2 separate regions of the Gossypium arboreum genome follow, and region 2 is linked to region 1. A link is a contact called in public Hi-C data. All regions are on one chromosome and are shown on one strand. The core of a region is the stretch at or near the end of the contact, and the rest is flanking DNA. Distances in the headings are between cores, read along the strand shown. Region 1 holds the start of LOC108458286. Region 2 holds the start of LOC108460791 (cysteine--tRNA ligase 2, cytoplasmic-like).

Region 1 (4,990 bases), core at 821-3,320:
ATATTTATTGTTTAATGTTATTACTATGTACTGAATTCAAATTATATTAGTATTATTGAGTTTCAATACTCATCATGTGGATGTGTTTGTTTTCGAGCATAGGTGTCGAACAAGTGATTTGATAGATCATGATTTCTTGAAGCATCCAAATCTCTACAACTCATCTCAAATATCATTATTACTCTTTTGACTATAGATTATTAATGGCGTGTACCTAGACTGAATTATAGGTCTTACTTGCTATTTTGTCTTTTTGGCATACTAAGCTATATTTTGGTTTTATAAGGTTATTAGTCTTGTGTTTTGAATTTTTATCTTGATGAAATTATATATGTTTATAGGTGTATAATCTTTGTTATGTTCACGTGTTGACATGATGCACTAAATTATATGAATTGATATGTGTTAGATGTGTTTAGGGAGGTTAATTTGATGAATGATGAATTGATATCATGTGGTATAAGTTAGGAATGTGTTGGGTATCTTTTGAATGAGTTAAGAAATGCATTATAGGTAAATTCATCATTGTGTCTGGAGACAGAATGAATTTGTCTCGAGTCCTCAAAAAAAGAAAAAAATCATTTCATGTATTTTGGGTTTAAGTTTAAATCCTCACGTTAAAAAACAATTAAAATATTTTGAAATAATTATAGAGAAGTCCCTAATTTTAGTCAGTGTCAAATGCCAACCACTCAATGAGTTAATGTGCCATGTCAGCAATCCACTGGCGGATTAATAAAAATTTTAATGATAGTGACTAATTCTAACAATTATCTTGACTAAATTAAGAAAAAAATTTAGAGTGATCAAAATAAGACAAACCCTATTTTAGAGTGATCATGGTGTAGTTTACTTTAAAAAATATTCACGCCTTATGATTTTAATTTTTTTTCTTTTTTATATTTCATTTTCATTTTATAATTATTATTCAAAATTCATAACTATTCCTAGACCTGCGCAAAGGTTGGGTAGCTTGCATAGCTCAACTTTGGTCAGATTTGAACAATGATTTTTGTATCACTAGCCGACCCAACCTGAATTCAACTTAAATAAAAAAATATTTTTTAAGTTTACTTTTAATTATAAAATATATAAAATATCAATTAAAATGCATTTTTAAATATTTTATTGATTCTTGAACAATAAATTGGATCTTTTGGGCTGGTCTAGCTGACCTGAAAATGAGCTTTGGCATGAATTTTTTTTGGAACCGAGCCTTGGCTCGGCCTGACCATGGACAACTCTAACTATTCCTCCTAAATAATGTGATTACTAAGGTTGGGTTAATTGGTTTTTGTAGCTCAAATTTTGCAATAAGACCCTATACTTTGCATAAGTTACTGATTTAATACACGTACTTTAATTTATTCATTTGCATCTGTATTTTTAGAATTTAAAAATTTTAATCCTAACTAAGTGATAATTATTAAACTAATTAAGTTATATTATTTTTAAAATTTAATGTGTCAAACATATTATCAAATATATAATGCTATGTCTGTTTGTTATTTTCACATATTACTTACAAAAATCGGTTATTAAATTTAATGATTGTCGTTTGCATTAAGATTAAAATTTTGAAATTAAAAAAAAATATAACCATTAAGGAGGATGAATGTGGACTAAATCTATAACTTTACATATAAAACAAGACTAATGACATAATTTAACCAAATAGATTTAACTGTTACCATCGCGTTAGAACTAAATTTCAAAACTCAAAAAGCATAAAGATTCAAATTAATCAAATTAAAGTAAGACTAATGACATAATTTAACTAAACAGATTTAACTGTTACTATCGCGTTAGAACTAAATTTCAAAACTCAAAAAACATAAAGACTAAAATTAATCAAATTAAAATACATGTACAAAATCTACAATTTACACAAAATAGAGACTCTAACAACAAAAATTGAACCTTTTGTACTATATAATTGGAACAGGTCATAATAGTTTAGAGTAGGGCCTACATCAGGATTCAGGAACTCTATTATTCTTTAGATTGGATAAATAATTTATGAAACGGTACGTTCAGGAAACCGTATTTGCAAGTTGGATAGGATAAAGGCGGCCCTACAACCAAACAAACCTGAAGCAAGAAGTGAGACTCGTATAAATAAATGCCAAAAACCCTAGACTCTGGAGTAATAGAAAGAAACAGAAACCCTAGCAATATTTTCTTCTTAACAATTAAGAACAAGGGAAAATCCTAAAAAGAAAATGGCAAAGTCGATGAGATCGAAGAGAGAGAAGAGGCTGAGAGCCATAAGGAGGGAAATAGTGGAACCTTTCTATCAGAAGAAAGATGAAGCTAAGATGGCTGCCATAGAGGCTGCCCTGGCTGCCCCTAAGCTGCCCGCCTCTTCCCCACCCTCTGGTTCTATGCAGCTCGAAGAACAAGTTACCGCACCCAGTTCCGCAATAACCAATCTAAACTCCATGGGTATATATATACATATGATTCAATTTCAGATTTTCTTTTTCCCTTCTGTTTATATATGTAATTCATTTGTTTTCTGCCATTGGACAGAGGTGGAAATGGCTGACAGTGATGAAAACAAGACCAAGGCCTCCTTGAGAGCTGTTGGTAGAATAGGAAAGATGTCCAAAAAGAAATTGAAGATCGCCAAAAAGAAGCGCCGCGCCGAAGGTAAGGGAAGGATCAGGGGGAAGCGTAATCTTTGATTCTCTAGTCTCTACTCCCAAATTTTTCTTGCCTTTTTATCCTTTTTATGTTGTAATACTATTACCGTCGAGTTTGTCTAGTTGAACGAGATAACACTGAGTTGTTACGCTTTTCTTTTCTTTTTTATTTGAAATATTAATTAGTAATACTGTAGCTTAGGTGCTAATTTTCTTAGTATCTAATTAAATGATAAAAACCAGTGAGCTAAATTCTGAAATAATGCTAAATACTGTTAAGAATTCAAAGGTTGCTTTTACTTCCCTTAATGGGATTATTCTAATTCAGTGTTCCTACTTTAGTTCCTTTTGGTGTCGAATTATATATGTTTTACTAAGGTTCTATTGAGTTAAGCTTGTTTGCTAATTGAAAACTTAAAAAAAAATGGAAGAAAAAAAAGTAGGAGGAGAATAAAAGCATTGAGTAGAAGTAATTGATTAAAACAAAATTGAAAGAGGGTTTGTCTAAAATGTGGGAATAAACTAAATTGCTTTGTTTAAGTATCTATAGGGCGGAACTAAGATGGTCTGTACGAGGTCATGTAAGGTTAGCATGCATATGAGAGTAAATTATAGATGATAACAACCGGTTTTTACCGGCATCCCTTGAAAAATGAAGAAATGACTTTCTATTGGTAAAGAGTAAAACTGTAAACTCTCGGAGATGACATTCTATATTCTTTGTTCTTCCATAAGGAACCATGAGTTTTTAGAGATAATGGGTTGAATATCTATCATATTGTTTGCTACCATTACTCATCTAAACATGGATGCTTTGATTAGCCTTTTCTTGTGTTACTATTTCTCAGTGGTGCCATGCATTGTATTCAAGCTTTTTCCCCCCCTGAATTTCCTTTATCGGAATCTGAAACTTTTGCTTGAGATAATGAGTGCTGCCTCCATCATGCATCTTGCATTGTATTCAAGCTTTTTCCCCCCCTGAATTTCCTTTATCGGAATCTGAAACTTTTGCTTGAGATAATGAGTGCTGCCTCCATCATGCATCTTTCTCTTTCTCTCTTCTGTTTCTGGTTTTCCTTTTTCCTTGGGATCAAATGTCACAGTTGTTTGTGCAACTTGGAAACATGAGCGTTTGAACAAATTTTCTGAGTGTGAAGAACACTATGATATTAACAATTTGTTGTTATTCACCAAACATTTCCACTAATGTATACTCTGGCCTTAATCTGCTGAAGCATTAAGCATTGCCATTACATTTACATCTATAATGGAAATAATTACACTCATGATCTCTAGTTTTCACCAAAAGTCAAAAGAGCAAGAGGTTTAATCATCTTAATAATCTGGACCATCTTGTTGTTGAGTGTTTACGCCCTTGATATGTTTTATGGAAGTTTCATCCTCCAATGAATTCTCCTTTCCTTTCTGTTTTGTATATCTTTCTGCATATTTCATATGCATTGGATTCTTATTACTTAATTTTTTTATTTTGTGCGACTTGGTATTTCCTTAAGCATGAAATACACTTGTTTGCTCCCTTGTAGTTTTTTCTTTGAGGGGGATTTTACATTTACTTTTGTTGCCGAGTTAGTGTTTGGAGTCTAATTTTGCAAATGAATCTGATTCAGTGGCTTTGCTTGATTTCAGAAATCGGATAACTTACTATCCTCTTCATATCCTTATGAATAAAAAGCTTTTCTGTTTGCTGGATACCAATTTCTGCCTTCAGGGGTTATTCCTGTAATTTTTTTGAATAAGTTAATACTTTTTAGTGTTTAGATAAATTTTTTGAAAAATACGTTTTGCTATTTGATAGAATTTTTGAAATAATATTTTCAGGAACTGTTTTTTAGGAAATAAAAACAGAATTATGTTATCACGAAACTTTACAATTTAATTTTTAATATTAATCTAGAGGGAAAAAAGTTCCATTTCATAATTAATGTAAAAAAGATGAAGTTTGAGCAGTAGTTTAATCTTCTTTTTTTCTTCCTTTAAAAAGAACCCAAGAACATGTCAACAATCAAGAGTTCTTCATCCTTCACATTGCTGATAAATTTGAAATTTCCTAACACTTGTTTTGATTCAGAAACAAGGTTGATTACATTTTCAAAAAGAGGTCAGGCTTTGACTTATAGTACATACCATACTTATACCTAATAAAGTTCTTAAAACTTACAAATTTGAACTTGCTATGCATTAGAGAATAAGGAGAATGCACCAAAGCTCCAGCCTCTACGAATAAAAAGTTGGTAGTTTTCAAAAGAAAGTAGCAATTAAAATATCCAGGACAACTCAACTATTAACATGTTCAATTTTATGTTTTTAAAGACGATAAAAACCGA
Region 2 (4,990 bases), core at 1,682-4,181, 150 kb after region 1:
TTATTGAAGGGGGAGGGGTATCTAAATTGCAACTCTTAAATTTTGTTTATCTTGTAATTAGGGCTTGTCATCCTTGTATTCTATGTTACATGGAGCTGATGAATGTTGGATAACGAGATGCATCTTATGCAGATATGCTCATTGTTTTCTTTAAGTTTCCATATAATTTGAGGATAAGACCTCCTTATCTAAATGTGCCGAACATTGGTGTTGAACACAAGTACTTTAGAGAAAATGAAAAGTTCAGGTAACTTAGCCTGTACTTTATATATAGTTGCCTATTTAAAGTCCCATCCATAGAGTTTACGTAGTAGTTTTTTCTGTCAACAGCTAGACATTAGGAAGCAATGGTAATTTGAGTCTTTTTTAATAGCTTGATCAGATTAAGCACAGTACAGCAACTTTGGAAGGGCAAATTTTAGACTTTAGATGAAAAGTCGCAAGCATGAACACAATAAATACCTACTCCTTAAATAAATTTAATAATAACTGAACCTAATCGAAGGGAGCTCAAGTAGCTTTATTTTTTTCAAAACAAGCTCAAGCACATAAATTAAAGCTCCACCATGATCAAGCCAACTTCAAGCCTCAAGATTTCAAAAGGAAAGAATCTTAAGCCTATAGGCTAGACTCAGCTTGATTACAACCCTAAAGTTACTAGTAAGCCAGTAGGTTTTGCACCTTCCATAATGCAAAGTCGGAAGGATTACGCTTCCTTGAGTCAACAGCAACACGTTCACCCGCTCTATTGTTTTCCAGTTTCTGCCCAGATAACTTGCCATAATTTGGGAATTTATCAACAGCAAAAAACACATCGCCATCAACAACATATCCAAAGTCTTTGTTTATAATCTGCAAGATGAAATTATAGAGAACGTTATGAGAGGAATTAAAAAACGGCATATGAAATATTTGCCTTCAGCCCTTCACATGTTAAAATAATGCAATATATGTAATAAACTTCATGTTCAGCAGTTCAACAACTCTTAACAATTAAAATGGGCAACTTCAGTTCAATATGAATTGGTGCAAGTTAAAAACTGCTCTTCTACTTCTTCATAGAAGGAAACATCTAAAATGCCTTCTAAGACTAGAGCATGGGTCATTGCTACATCATTGATTGTCATTGGGCAGATGTAGTTAAATTACAAGTATACAGTACATGACAATGACATGCCCAATAATAGCTTTTTATCACAATGATATGGTAATGATATGAAAATATAACTACCAAATATAACCCATTTAAATGAATCATACTTTTGTTAATGCAAATACATACATAAGCACATTATGCATGCATGCATAAAAACATTGTGTTATCATGGGTTTTAGATGTGCATAAACCTAACTATACTAGGGAAAATTCCCCTAAAGCAGCAATAGAGATGCAACAGTGAACTTGACCATAAATATGTGCACTACATTTTCCACCGCTGGGATGCAAGATTGCTAAAGGGAGAGAGGAATCATGGTATCCATATTTCTACAAAATAAAACTAGCATATTCAATAGGAAGGAAACCTGAGTTATCATATCTTTGATCTGCTCCATGTGATCAGAAACGCGCGGCTCATGTGTTGGAGAAAGACACTGTAGATCACTCATATCTATATTATATTCTTTACAGTACCGGTCACTCAAACTTATTGGATCTTCTCCAGTCTCATTGGCTCGACGAATTATCTGCAAAAGTCCAATCAGTAGCTCTCATAATATGAGGAAGACATAATGGTTGTTGACATATAAGAGATGGACTATTAATCAGAAAGTAGAAGTGGTAAAACATTGGAAACAAGGAAGTGCATTCTCTATAACATCTCCAGAAAGAATGATCTTAAATAAGTTTAAAACAGATTAACATATCAAATAGAAGTCTTTAAGCTCTTGTTCAATAAGCTCAAAAGGAGAAAACAACTAATAAGTTGAGGTTTCGCCCCCCAAATATCATAAATACATAAGCTGAATGCATCAGATTCAAATGATAAGTATCTTTTCAACATCAAAAACGCCATTGCTCTCAACTAAAACACCAAAAACCGAAAGCAAAGAGCCAATCAAATCAAAATTCAAACCTTATCATCAACATCAGTAAAATTCCTGACATAAGTAACCTCATAACCCAAATGCTTAAGGTACCTGTACAATTCCAATAGTCAGCAACCAATTTTAAAAATAAAGGCCGGAAAAGCATAAGGAATGTCTCCAAGAAAAATTATACACCTGTAAAGGACATCGAAGGAAACGGCAGCACGAGCATGGCCAAGGTGACTGAAATCATAGGCAGTGACACCGCAGACATACATGCGAACTTTTCCAGGGGTTTTGGGCTTGAAAACCTCTTTTTGCTGAGTCATAGTATTGTAAACAACAAATTGGAATTCTTCGGCTTCCTTCTTAGCCATCGTTTTAGAAGCTTTTTTCTGGTTTGTTTCTTGCTTTGAAGAATCCATGCCTTGATTAAGGGCAACAAAACCCTAACCCTAGACAGAATTTGCGCAAGCGTTAATGTCAGATTTAAACTCCGTCCGACACCCCAAATAGCAGTGTAATGGAAATTAGAAGCTATAACAATCCGCCATTTCCGCTAAACCGATGCCTTTCTAAAAATTAGGATAAGAGAGAGTAAGATCGGACACAGAAAATCAAATACAGCAGAGTGGTGCAGAGGCAGACAGCAGACAACACAAACCGAGCCATACCTCAAAATCTCATGACTCATTAAGTTTAGGGTTCCAAAAAGTATCCTATTCAATTTTGTGGTTTGTAGGAAACTTGAGTGTAAGAGAGAGCTTGGGTCAGGGACAGGAGAAGGAGATGGAGAGGCTTGTTTGCGGCGGGATGTCTGAATTGAGATGAGAATGGGTCGGGAATTTTTAATGGAAATATATATAACCTGTATATAAAGGGAAGGTCCAACTTGGTTGACACTTCTTTTCCTTATATATTTTTGGTTCCCAGATTTAAATATTTAAATTAAAATATTTTTAAAAAAAAAGAAGGATTAAATTTGTAAAAATAAAACTACTAAAATTAAATTTTAAATATAAAAAAATTCTAAGAAAGTATATTTTAATATTCAATTAGTTACTTTATGATTTAACCTAAAAGTATTTAATAATTAATCCAACGCGATATGAGATAGTATTCATAATAGTTTTAGAATAACTTTTTGATATATAATTTAATAGTCACTTTGTTTGCTTTATGTTACATTTTACTCACTTATATTTAAAATGTTAGTTTTAGTCACTTATGTTATTATTTTGTTACGAAGTGATCATTCTACCATCAAGTTTCGTTATCTCTCTAGCGATAATCCTACATGGTAGTCCAACTAGATTTTAGGTGTCAACTTGGATTTCTAAATGATATGAAAATAAATTTTTAATTAAATAAATTTAATTAATTAAAATTTTTAAACCTAAACCTTAACTAAAAAATTGTTTACCTCTTCTTTTTTTTTTTTTCCCTCTCTTCTTTTTAGTTTTTTATTTTATTTGATGGAAAAATTATTATCAATATCAAAATAGTTGAAATCAAATTGACTGCTTCAAAAAATTGGATTTAATGGAAGGTCCAAGTATGTCTTCTTTGCATTCTTGTACCTCTTTTATTCAATACTGAAAAATAAAAGATTAGATTTTTTTATTGTTTAATGAAAATCCTAAATTAAAATTATTGATATTTTCTTCGACTTTTTAAAATTGTTTTTGAACATGTATTTTATTTTGTGTAAATAGACATCCCATAAAATGCAACCAAAAACATGTTTTCATGAACCTGTTTCATTCAAGCTAATTGTAAATTTTTCAGAAAAGGGCTGCCACTTTCACTATTCTTGTTCCTAATCAGTATATTTTCTAGTTCTTTCATAATTCTTGAATAATTGGTTTTTCAATCAAATTTTTTCTGATCTGAATCAACTTGTATGTTCACAATCTCTTTGAGGGTATTCCAGATTATTCTTTCTTATTGTTGATTTTGTGCTGAATTACCTTGCAATCTTTTTTTTATTTTTGCTGGTCTTGGGTAAGTTTTGGTTCAGAGCTAATTGGTTAGTAGCTTGTGTTTCTTTAAATTATATTTCTATGTTATTAGTTTTATCTGCTTAGTATTTGAAGACTCTACATCATTAATTGTATTTGTGATGTGGGTTTTGCATAATTTATGCTAACAACTTGGTTTTACTCAAATTTGGATCTAAAATCATTTTATTTCTTTGTTTTGCATATTACTGATGGTGAAAAGGGCCTTTCTTTTTTTATTCCAAATTATTCTTTCTTATTGCTGATTTTGTGCTGAATTACCTTGCAATCATTCTTTTTTGCTAGTCTTAGGTAAGTTTTGGTTCAAGCTAATTGGTTAGTAGCTTTTGTATTCTTTAAACTATATTTCTATGTTATTAGTTTTATCTGCTTGGTACTTTGAGACTCTACATTATTAATTGTATATCTGTTGTGAGTTTTGCATAATTTCTACTAACAACTTGGTTTTACACAAATTTGGATCTAAAATCGTTTTATTTTTTTGCTCTGCATGTTATTGCTGGTGAAAAGGGCTTTCCTTTTTATTCCAGATTATTCTTTTTTACTGTGATTTTGTGTTGAACTACCTTGCAAATTTTTTTTTTTTGCTGGTCTTAGGTAAATTTTGGTTTAGAGCTAATTGGTTAATAGTTTTTGTTTTCTTTAAACTATATATATATGTTATTAGTTTTATCTGATTGGTACTTGGAGACTCTACATGATTAATTGTATTTCTGATGTGGGTTTTGCATAATTTCTGCTAAGAACTTGGTTTTACTCAAATTTGGATTTAAAATTATTTTATTTCTTCGCTCTGCATGTTACTGCTAGTGAAAAAGGCTTTCTTTTTTATTCTTTTGTAATTATCATTTTATTTTTAATGTAATTTGTATAGTTTGAACTTAATCATTTGTATATATTGTGGCAGCTTGATTCCTTCGATAAATTGTAAATGCAAGTTT

Evidence for each region. Hi-C and Micro-C count contacts between places; a contact is called where the count stands out from the background.
Region 2: a contact with region 1 is called in a Hi-C map of leaf, with 4 times the contacts expected there. The contact joins the promoter of LOC108460791 here to the promoter of LOC108458286 in region 1. A contact is called at or near these places in 4 of 5 Hi-C or Micro-C datasets (all in leaf).

What each region holds. Positions count from the first base shown.
Region 1 is chr6:84,383,122-84,388,111 of ASM2569848v2, forward strand. LOC108458286 reads left to right here and starts at 2,071. Exons shown (of 2, transcript XM_017757632.2): 1 at 2,071-2,445; 2 at 2,533-2,933. The coding sequence starts at 2,223. The coding sequence ends at 2,687.
Region 2 is chr6:84,533,235-84,538,224 of ASM2569848v2, forward strand. It overlaps LOC108460791 (cysteine--tRNA ligase 2, cytoplasmic-like), which reads right to left and starts at 2,932. Exons shown (of 10, transcript XM_017760444.2): 1 at 2,703-2,932; 2 at 2,224-2,483; 3 at 2,076-2,139; 4 at 1,525-1,686; 5 at 682-852. The coding sequence starts at 2,453.